Linked DNA regions of Mus musculus: regions 1 and 2 are each linked to region 3. Evidence: chromatin contacts called from public Hi-C data. All regions are on one chromosome and are shown on one strand. Each heading gives the region's core, a stretch centred on a gene start, on an enhancer-like site or on the middle of the called end of the contact. The rest is flanking DNA. Distances are from core to core; before and after follow the strand shown.

The links. A called contact is a pair of places that touch in the nucleus more often than the background predicts.
Region 1: a Hi-C map of the N1E-115 cell line shows a contact between it and region 3, with 3 times the contacts expected there. The contact joins two enhancer-like sites. A contact is called at or near these places in 2 of 484 Hi-C or Micro-C datasets (the N1E-115 cell line and bone marrow-derived DN2 thymocytes), 4 of 115 datasets of contacts at active chromatin or transcription factors (cardiomyocytes, embryonic stem cells and heart atrium) and 3 of 9 other capture datasets (adipose tissue, liver and pancreatic islet).
Region 2: a contact with region 3 is called in a Hi-C map of the N1E-115 cell line, with 2.9 times the contacts expected there. The contact joins two enhancer-like sites. A contact is called at or near these places in 4 of 484 Hi-C or Micro-C datasets (the N1E-115 cell line, cerebral cortex and nephron progenitors) and 2 of 115 datasets of contacts at active chromatin or transcription factors (embryonic stem cells and neural progenitor cells).

The regions. Positions count from the first base shown.
Region 1 is chr9:120,375,995-120,379,562 of GRCm38.p6, reverse strand. The region is part of intron 2 of Myrip (myosin VIIA and Rab interacting protein); the gene reads right to left. Among named protein-coding and RNA genes, the nearest start is that of Gm34159, 14 kb to the right of the region's middle. Within about 2 kb of position 1,597, at least 13 of the 459 cell types and tissues checked have an H3K27ac peak or open chromatin away from gene starts, as enhancers often do. A contact at or near this core is called in the N1E-115 cell line, where this site is marked.
Region 2 is chr9:120,209,119-120,212,320 of GRCm38.p6, reverse strand. No RefSeq gene overlaps it. Among named protein-coding and RNA genes, the nearest start is that of Gm38642, 3.9 kb to the left of the region's middle. Within about 2 kb of position 1,525, at least 7 of the 459 cell types and tissues checked have an H3K27ac peak or open chromatin away from gene starts, as enhancers often do. A contact at or near this core is called in the N1E-115 cell line, where this site is marked.
Region 3 is chr9:120,273,862-120,277,254 of GRCm38.p6, reverse strand. No RefSeq gene overlaps it. Among named protein-coding and RNA genes, the nearest start is that of Myrip, 29 kb to the left of the region's middle. Within about 2 kb of position 1,649, at least 5 of the 459 cell types and tissues checked have an H3K27ac peak or open chromatin away from gene starts, as enhancers often do. A contact at or near this core is called in the N1E-115 cell line, where this site is marked.

The DNA of each region.
Region 1 (3,568 bases), core at 348-2,847, 100 kb before region 3:
TATATTCTGAATCCAAAACTAAATTCATCCATTACTTTAACATTCATATTGAGCACATAGATTCATAGCTTGTTAAGATGTCTGTTGTGCTCATAAATGGATGCTACATAATTTATGTGGCTCTTTATGAAACAGACATCTGTGGAGCTGCTGCCTCAAGCCATGACATATCCTAAGCATGGAGCAGTTTAGAGACAGAAAAAGATGGGGCCATGAAAGACAAGAACGATGGAGCATGAAGACACTGCCCAGGGCTCTCTCCTGAAGGGATGGTGATGTTTGCAGACAAATGCCAGATACATCCAAAAATGTTTTCAGAAAACCTAAGTTAATGTTCTGTATCTATCCGGAAAGAGTTAAATATTTGGTTAGATCAATCTAGATATTGTTGTCTAGGTATTTTTTAAGATAAGGCTGATATCCAGAGGGCTGGACAGACAGCTTAGTAGGTAGGAGTATGCCCTACTCCTCTAGAGGCCTTAAGTTTTGATTCCTAGACACACACACACACACAAACACACACACACACACACACACACACACACACACACACACACACACAGAGAGAGAGAGAGAGAGAGAGAGAGGCAAAGACACAGACACACACAGATACAAGATATACACAGACCACAAATGGACACTCAGACATACAAAGAGACACACACAGATACAGACACATACAGATACACATACGCAACCCTCCCCAGATATACACAAACACACATGCACACATACACACACAGTGTCTTTAAAAAAGATTTATGTTTAAATCAGTAGACTTCAACTCACACCAATTACTCCCTGTAAGTGGCTAGATCTCACCCACACTCACCAGAGAAGCAGAAACAAGGCCGATAGACCACACCGCCTCCGGCCTTGAACTAGCAACTCCCCCTGGATCTCCAACCTCCACTCACCCTGAAGACTGGATCAGCCAGTGGGCACCATCACCTAAGCATATTCTGTAAGACAAATCGACCTCTCTCTCACACAAATGCCAGCGGTTCTACGCTCAGAGTGCTTCTCTCAGGGTGCACACACTGACCTGCTCTGGCTCCCACGGTAGACACCAAGAGTTCTTCCAACACTCAGAAGTGTGTGCGTATGTAAACAAGAATGCTGGAGAGGTCAGAGTGACCACGGGGTGTGTAATTTATCCCTGGAGAACACCTGTGGGCTACTGAGAATGACAGTTTGCCATCTGTCTGCAAGATTTTATTCTCTGGGCTGGCTCGGTAGGTACAGTGCTTGCTGAACAAGTGTGTGGTCTTGAGTTCAGATCCCCCAATGCCATGTAAAGCCAGGCATGGTGGTGCGCATCTGTAATCCCGGAGCTCTTACAGGGGGCTAGGGGGTTGAGCACCCTGGGAGCTTGTGAGCCAGCTAGCCTGGCATTTACAATGGTCAAGAAGAGACCCAGTCTCAAACAAGGTAGAAGGCATGGCCTGATACAGGAGATTGTCCCGTGACCTCTACATGCATGTCGTGACATGTGTGCAGCTACATCCACATGCATGAACACAGTCACAGGAACATGCAAACACGCACATGAGTTTTAAAAACCGATTTTTTAAAATTCACATCCGCACAGAGACCACTAGAGGGCAGCCCTGCACTTGGGAGCTGGAAGGTGTTTTCCTTAGCCAAGGGAATGAATGCACTTACTGCCTTTTATTGGGCAGCGATGACCAGGACAACCACACGAAATAACAACTACACTGAAACCCTTCAATACAATTTCCGTTTTCTTGTTACTAATTCTCTAGCCGTTGGGTATCCACGTTCACAGCCTTCCCAGACACAACACCTTTACCCAGCCTCGGAATAATCTTCCTTAGTGTGTGTGGTGAGCTACCTTCATTTGAGAGACGAAGAATCAGAGGCCCAAAGAGTGGGCACCTTGGGCGGAACTCCTGTGTGTGTGGTGCAGTCTAAGAGTGGTTTCAAAAGTGGTACAGGGGTGAGGAACTCCTGGCTGTTGACGGCTACTGGGGGGTGGGGGGTGTTTTCTTTAGTGAGGAAGTTTTCTTTTTGTGTTAGGGAAAGAGTCACAGGGCAGGGTCTTGGGCAGGCAAGCACAGAGGAAGGCAGCAGGCAGGCAGGGACTAGGAATAAGTGTCACATTGCTAAGCACAATTCCTAGAGACACCAGCACGTCCCTCTACACAGCAACAGAGCAGAACAGCTCTGAGCTGGATGTCAGGGCCCAGATGGGGTTGGAATTAAGCTTTCCCTGTTCCCTGTGGGATGGCTGGGAGGCTGCTCCAGGGGGTGACCCCAAACCCATGGGTGGGCAGTGCTCATTGAACTCGGCGGGTGACAGAAGCTCTAACAAGAGAGGACAGGACATGAAATTGGGAGAAGGCTGTCAGGGTATTCTGAGAGGAGTTGAGTGAAGGCCGTAGGGTGGTTGTTACATAACACATTGTATACCTGTATGCATTTATCCAAAAATAAAAAAGACACTGAAGATCAAGGGGTCAGGGGAAGGGCGTAAAGGAAGAGAAGGAAAGGAGAAGGGGCAAGGCTCGGCAAAGCTCAGTGGGAGTTTGCTTCACACTGAGCTCACGTGGAGCCCAGAGCTTGCCCTGGCCATGGAACCAGACCTGCTTTAATAAGCAAGGACAGGGTCTTGGAGTGCAGCTCAGGTGACAGAGGGCTTCCAAGGCTTGATTAAACCCTGGGTTTACCCCTCAGCACCACATAAACCTAGTGCAATGGCACATCCCTGTAGCACATCCCTGTAAACTCTGGGAATAGAGGCAGGGAATCTGAAGTTCTAAGTCAACTTCGGCTAGATACTGAGTTTGAGGCCATCCTGGGTCACATGAAATCCTGTCTCAAAACAAAAAAATAAAAATACAATAAGAAGAGGAAAATGTTTTGTTTCTATTTACCAGTCGTGTCTATAGGAAGCCACTCCAGAGGGTGGTGCCATGTCTATTATGGAATTTTACCAGAGGTAGACTCAGTCATACCTCACAACTAGCCAGTGCCAGCCACTGGGACATGGGTACCCTCAATGGCAGGGGAAACTGGGTGTGGCCCAGAGTCAACTAACATCCAGGGAGGAGCATGCTGTCCAGGGAAGATGCTGACGTGACTCAGATTAGACTGCAAACCTGGGTCTTTCCCACCTCTAATATTCTTGAGGGGAAGGAGATGAGGAGGGGAACAGAGAAGAAATGAGAGAAAGAAAGAGGAAGAGAGAAGAAGAGACAGAAAGAGGGGGGAGGGAGCGAGGGAAGGAAAGACTTAGAGAGAGAGTACAAGCAGTAGTTGGTAATGTTCTCATATAAAAATGGAAGAGGGGAAAATAAGGAAAAGCCACAAGTAAAGGAATCCACAATGAGGTGTCTGTGGAGAATTGGGGCAGCTCCAGGTCGGGCCCCAGCTCTCAGAAGCATCCTAACCCCTGTTCCCACCCTGTGTCAGCAAAGACCAATGGCGCTCGCTCGGTGCGGTGCTGTTTGTTACACAGCACACTGGGCAGCTGCCTGTCTAAAGCTTCTCTTCAAACACACCTGATGTGGGCCAAACATTTTACCTTGTCTCTGGTCTCTGTAGG
Region 2 (3,202 bases), core at 276-2,775, 65 kb after region 3:
TCTCTTCCTTCTGTAGGAAGAAAGGAAGGAGGGAGGGAGGGAGAGAAGGAGGGAAGGAAGGAGGAAGGGAGGGAGGGAGGGAGGGAGGGAGGGAGGGAGGGAGGGAGGGAGGGAGGGAGGGAGGGAGGAAAGAACCTCCAAGCCATCCTAATTTTAATTATAAGAACTGGAAGATGCGGGCGTGGAGCAAGGGAATTTAACAATTCTAAACATAACCAACAAATAAACCATTTCGGATTCGGGACCATGTGTTGACATCTTCCCTGAAATCCCTCTGCGGTTGACCACAGAGCCACTGTCCCCATTTACGTATGAGCTTCCTGGACTTAGTTCTAAGTAACCCAGAAGCAATGACCCCTAGCAAGACAGTGATACTCCTGCCTCCACCTCCAGAGTGCTCGGATCACAGGTGTGAGCCACCACTCCTAGTTTGTGTGATGCTGTGTATCACACCTGGGACCTAGTGCATGCTAGACAAGTTCTCTACCAAGCAGGCTCAGCCACAGTGGGTACTTCTTAGAGAGGTGTAGGGTTATCCCAGAATCTGGCCTCTCTTCTACATCTGCATTGTCTCAACTGCTCCCTTGGTGTGCTGACGTGTGTGTGTGTGTGTGTGTGTGTGTGTGTGTGTGTGTGTGTGTGTGTGTTGGCTATACTGTGTGTGTGTGTTGGCTAGTGTGTGTGTGTGTCCAACTTGACACAAGTCAGGGAAGAGGGACTCTCGACTGAGAAAACACCTTCATCAGATTGTATGCAAGTCCACAGATATTTTCTTGATGAGTGTGGGAGGGTCCAGCCCACTGTGGGTGTGACCTCCCTGGGCAGGGGGTCCTGGGTTGTATAAGAAAGCAGGATGGACCAGCCATGGGAAACAGGCCAGTAGGCAAAGTTCCCTCATGTCTTCAGTTCCCATCTTCCCTGAGTCCCCCCCCCCTCCCCGCCCCCACTTCCCTGAAGGATGGACTACAAGGGTTAAGGTGTAGTTAACCCTTCCCTCTCCAAGTGTTTGGTCATGGTGTTTACTCAGCAGTAGGGAGCAAGCTAGGAGCCATTTTTACAGCGATGTCTTGGTGTCAAGTTTAAAACCCTCAGCCTTTGGTTGTTCCAATGGAAACTCTTTTACTTTCATAAGTGACTGTGAGTTGACCCAGCCATAATTATAACTCAGCAGAGACTCCTTTCTGGAATGTTCCCTATCATGACTCCCTCCCTGTTCTCTAATTAGCAACTCCCAGAGCAGAAGTCTGTCCCCTCTTGTCACAGCTATGATCACTGTCCAGGGTCCAGCTGACTCACAGGCCTACGTCAGTGAACCACGGGCCACTGGTGACACAGCCATCTTTTCTCTGTGGGGATAATAAGGAGTCTCTTCAGAGAGGCACACAATTATTTCTAGAGGGAAAACACTCGGGGTCAGTGCATGAATACACATTTATTCATTATGGAGAAAGGTCTTATCAAGCCAGGGGAAAAGGAGAAAATCACAATTGCTTTGATTGCTGATCTTAGAGGGGTGACACAGACCAACGTGTCCTTTCTGAGCAGAATCAAATTATTTTCCTCCCCAGTGAGGTCTGACGACTGCCATCGTGGCTGAGTTATTGGTCTGGGAATGTGGATGGATGATGTGGAAATAATAGAAAGATATTAAATGTGATTTGAATCTCTGCCACAGTGAGGATAATGACTCAAAAAAAAAAAAAAAAAAAAAAAAAAAGCCTAAGAGTCTCGTGCTTTAGAAAGTGCTCTGATGCCCAGTTAAGAACGCCTGTGGACCACCTCTTTCCTCTTGAATTTCAGATTCCAGGATCTACCTGGGAACATGTTGACACACTATAGCATAATGCATCACCTATTTTGGCTTTGTCCCTGGTTCCTAGTAGAGTCCCTAAGACCTGCTGGATTTCCAGAGAGATGCTCATACCTTTTGGTATTCATAAAGAACCCTCTTTTGTAGAGACGTGTTTTATTTGTAATTATGTGTGTCTGCGTATCTGTGTGGGTTTGTACACTAGATTGCTGGCCAGAACTCCAATTTCAGGCAATGGGACAACATCGCCCTCTTCTGGCCTCTGGGGGTACAGCATGCACATGGTGCATGTACATACCGAGAGGAGGAACACTCATACACCCAAAATAAATACTCTTTTTTGTTGTGGTTGTTGTTGTTGTTGTTGTGTTGTGTTTTGTTTTGTTTTGTTTTTGTTTTTTGAGACAGGGTTTCTCTGTGTAACCCTGGCTGTCCTGGAACTCACTCTGTAGACCAGGCTGGCCTCGAACTCAGAGATCCGCCTGCCTCTGCCTCCCATAAATACTCTTTTAAAAGAGTGAGGAAGGCCAGGGGGGGCATGAGCAGTAAGCAAGCAGACCAAACGGGTGTGCAGATTTCTCTCTGCTCCTGACTACTGCTGTTTGACGGACCAGCTGCTTCAGCTCCCAAACGAGCCCTTTCTGAGATGAGGACTGTATTCAAGATTGACCTTGCTATTATGATCCCCACCTGCCTCAAGGCCGGTGTTACATATGTGCACCCACACCGCTTGTAGACTTTTGCACAGCAAGGTTTAGTGAGACTCTGGGTTGGTGATGCCGTGGAGGTGTTGGGGTATGACCCACAGAGAGGGCATATGGTCTAATATTTTCCATGTTTGTGAGTATGTGTGTGTGTGCGCAGTGTGTGTGCAGCATGTGTGTGCAGTGTGTGTGTGTGTGTGTGGTGTATGCACTGTGTGTGTTCAGTATGTGTGTGTGGTATGTGAAGTGCATGTTTGCACTGTGTGTGTGCAGTGTGTATGTGTGGTGTATGTGTGTGTAGTATGTGTGAAGTGTGTATGCACTGTGTGTGTGGTATGTAAAGTGTGTGCACTGTGTTTGTGTAGTGTATGTGTGCAGTGTGTATGTGTGGTGTGTGTGTACACTGTATGTGTCCAGTATGTGTATGTGGTATGTGAAGTACATGTGTGTACTGGGTGTGTGCTGTGTGTGTGTGTGTGGCATGTGTGCAGTGTGCATACAAGCATGCTGGTTTGCACATATGTGAGCACACATGAATATGTAGGTATTCATTGAGGTCTCTCATTTAAACCAGAGCCTACCCATATGGCTATCTTGACAGTCAGCTCAGTCCAATGCTGGAATCACAGACAGGCCCACACACCCAACATCCCCTGGTTTCTGGGGACCTAAACTCCGGTCCTCCAGT
Region 3 (3,393 bases), core at 400-2,899:
AGTCACACACTCATTCATACATATACACACATTCACATTCTCTTTCTCTCTCTCTCTCTCACACACACACACACACCATTGTGTTGGGCCATACTCATAAACATCTTTGGTGGCAGGAGGCCATGAGCCCAGGTTGGACACACTTGGAGTAGCATCTGCACTGGGTGGTTTACTGAAGTTTCTCTTGCCTCTTTGGTTCCGTTCTGAGAAACAGACCCCCATGCAGGAGGAGGAAGATGGGATGCAGAATCAGAGCCTAACTTTACTGCATGGTCTCTGTTTCATAACCCTCTTCCAATGCAAGGACCACTGTTCCACGGAGAGACACATGGAGAAGGGAGCTTGGGAGGCGAGTTCATAAATGGGGGAAAGCCCGCTTCCTCCAGGAGTCTGGAAAGTCCTCTCTTGGTCCTCAGTATGGAAGTCAAACAGATATCTGCACTAGTAAGAAACATGCCGGGGTGGGGGAACTGAACTAGCCACTCATCTGCTCAGGGAGCCGCCGACTTGACAGATTACATAGGGGTTGTTACTGTACAATGTGAGGGTCTGGGATCTGATCCCCAGAAGCCATGTAACACGGGGACATGGAAGTACATGTCTACAATCTCAACACTGCTGTAGAGAGAGGAGAGGGAGGGCTGGGAGAACCAATCCCTGGAAGCTAGCTGCCAAGCTAGCCTGGACTACACGGCAACAGACAAGAGGCTTTGGATCAACACCGAGGTCGCTCTCCTCTGACCACCATATACATGATGTGACATGAGAGCACCTGCATGCGTGTGCGTGCGCACAGGCACACATGCAGCCACATAATTCTATATAATATAATTAATATAATATAGTTATGGCAGTATTGCCCCTGACTTCTAATTTTCTTTTGAGTCAAGAGTCTTGCTATGTAGCCCAAGCTGGCTTACCATCTTACTGCTTCTGTCTCCCAAGCACTGGGTGACAGGCTGACATGTGCCCCCACACTCAGGTCTGACTTCTGACTTTTACACATAATTTAAATGAGGCCTTCCTTTGCTAGGGCACTGAGGAATAGCCTGGAGTCTCCTGGAACTGGAGCTCTGCCTTCCCACGACACCCTGGCCACCCAGGCAAGATGCACAGAGCTCCGAGTCCATCCCCCAAAACAGCTTTCCTCATGAATTCCCCGGAGGAGATAACATCTGAGTTGTCTTGGATGAAGTATTTCTGTATGCATTAGTGGTCCTTCACTGAGAAGACTGGAACAATTAACGTTATCTTGATTAATGAACCTAAATTAGCTTTGTAATCTTTGATGCATCTTCCTTTCTGCCAGCAGGAATTTGGGACTGAGTTTGCGCAGCCCACCGGGCAAGCTTCCACGTGGCTACAGCTGCATGGTCGCCTGGTGTAAGATGAAGCAGTTACTGCTGAGGTCTGAAGTCTGAGGGTCACCGTTGTCAGCTCTGACTGGGTCACGGTTGTGACTCCGTTGACTTATGTGTAAGGTGGGGCTCATGATCACACCACCCTCAAAACTGTGCTCACACTGAGGACCCCTTCAAACAGCCTTCACCTCACTTGGAAACCCCATGGGAATAAAAATGGTGGCCACCTCCCTAGATCAGTAGAATCCTGAATTCTCCGAAGCCCAGATGTGCTTTTACTAAGCATCTGGGCATCATAGAGCACCGACCTCTGGGAGCCTTGTTCTTCGGGATAGTTCTGACTCTTGCTGCTGACTGCAATTGGCTGGGGACATGTTAAATACGTCAATGCTGTGTTCCAACCCTGAGACGCTTCATGCAATTGATTTAGAGTGGATCCTGGTTTGGTTTTCTCACTGTCCTGCAAGGCTGGACACAGCGGCGCCTGCCCACAGTCCCAGCACTTGGCAAGAAGCAGCAGGAAGGTCATGAGTTGAAATTCGGCTGAAATAGAGAGTTCAGGCAAGGTTAGGCTGACTACTGAGACTGAAAAGGGGAAAAAGAGCAAAGGGTCCAGTGAGAGGTTGAGGGGGAGAGGGGAAATGGAAGCCTGAGGACCAGAAGTCAACCCCCAAGACCTGCATGTAAAGCTGGAGGTGACTGTGAGCCTCTGTCAATCTCAGGATTTCTACAACTGTGTGGGAGGTGGACACAGAAGGGGGCCTGGAAGCCCACGCCAGGCTGGAGTATGCAGCAGCCCTGAAGAAAAAAACAAAACAAAACAAAAACCAAAAAAAAGCAAAACAAACAAACACAACACAATGCACCTACCCGAGTAACGTGGAGCTGTCCCCTGGCTCCTGTGTGCTGTGACACACGTGCCCACCTTCACAGAAAATAAAGAGGCAAAACCACAAATAGATAAATGCGTGTTTCCTAAGAGCTGATGTTGGATAGCAGGGATGGGGAGGGCACTGTTACATCTCACAGTCCAGAGGAAGCTTGAGATATTCGCAGCCTAGTCTAACACTGGAGGTCACAGCCCTGGTGCCGGAGAGTACACAGTAATGCCAGTGGACACCAGGACAGCTCAGCATTTCAAGAAATCCCTGGGGCCAGACATCCAGGGATGTGACAGTGAGGGAGAAGTGGGAGGGGGAGAGGGAGGGGAAGAAAGAGAGGCAGGCAGGCAGGCAGGCAGGCAGGCATCTAGAATCTCAATGCGGCTGACCACCAGGCCACAGGAGCAAGACGGAGCTTCCGTGGCTTTAGCCACTCTCCCTTTGCTAGGCAAAGCCCCTCAAGGGAGAAAATTGATCAGGCAGTGGGTATAGTTTCTTTGCTTGTGACTATTTTCCCTCTACTTTTCTGCTGTGCTTCCACAAAGCTGGGGGGGGGGGTCCCCCTACCAGATGCTAGAAGCCATGCTGTTTAGATTTTTTTTTTTGAGCAAGTTCCTCTTTGCTTAACACATTGCCCAGCCTCGGGTATTCTGTTACAACATCATACAACAAATGAAGACATCTTTGTATTCTGGCATTTCCCAATAACAACCACTTTTCTCTGGCCTGGTAGTACATTTCTGATCAAGAGGAGAGAGAGAGGAAGGCGGGGAGGGGGGAGGGAAGGAAGAGGAAGAGGGAGAGGGAGAGGGAGAGAGAAAGAGGCTCATCAAGTCTGAAGCAAAGTACAATAAGAAATAAACGGAGGAAGCAATACAACACATGCTTTAGTGAGCACATGCAACCAGAAGAATGTGAGTGGGGAGTGCTTCAGGGTGAAGAATGAAGGATCCAGGAACAGCAGTAACTGTCGCTTCCTCAGAGACCAAAGACAAGAAACAAGACACATCAGGGGTTTTGTTTTGTTTTGTTTTGTTTTATAGTTTTTAGTGCTCTCCTTCTAAGATCTGGTTTCTGTTTTACTCCTGGGTCAGTAAGAAAAACTCTGGTGGCCCAGAGAGCATCAGGTGTGTCAGCACCTATCAGCCTGA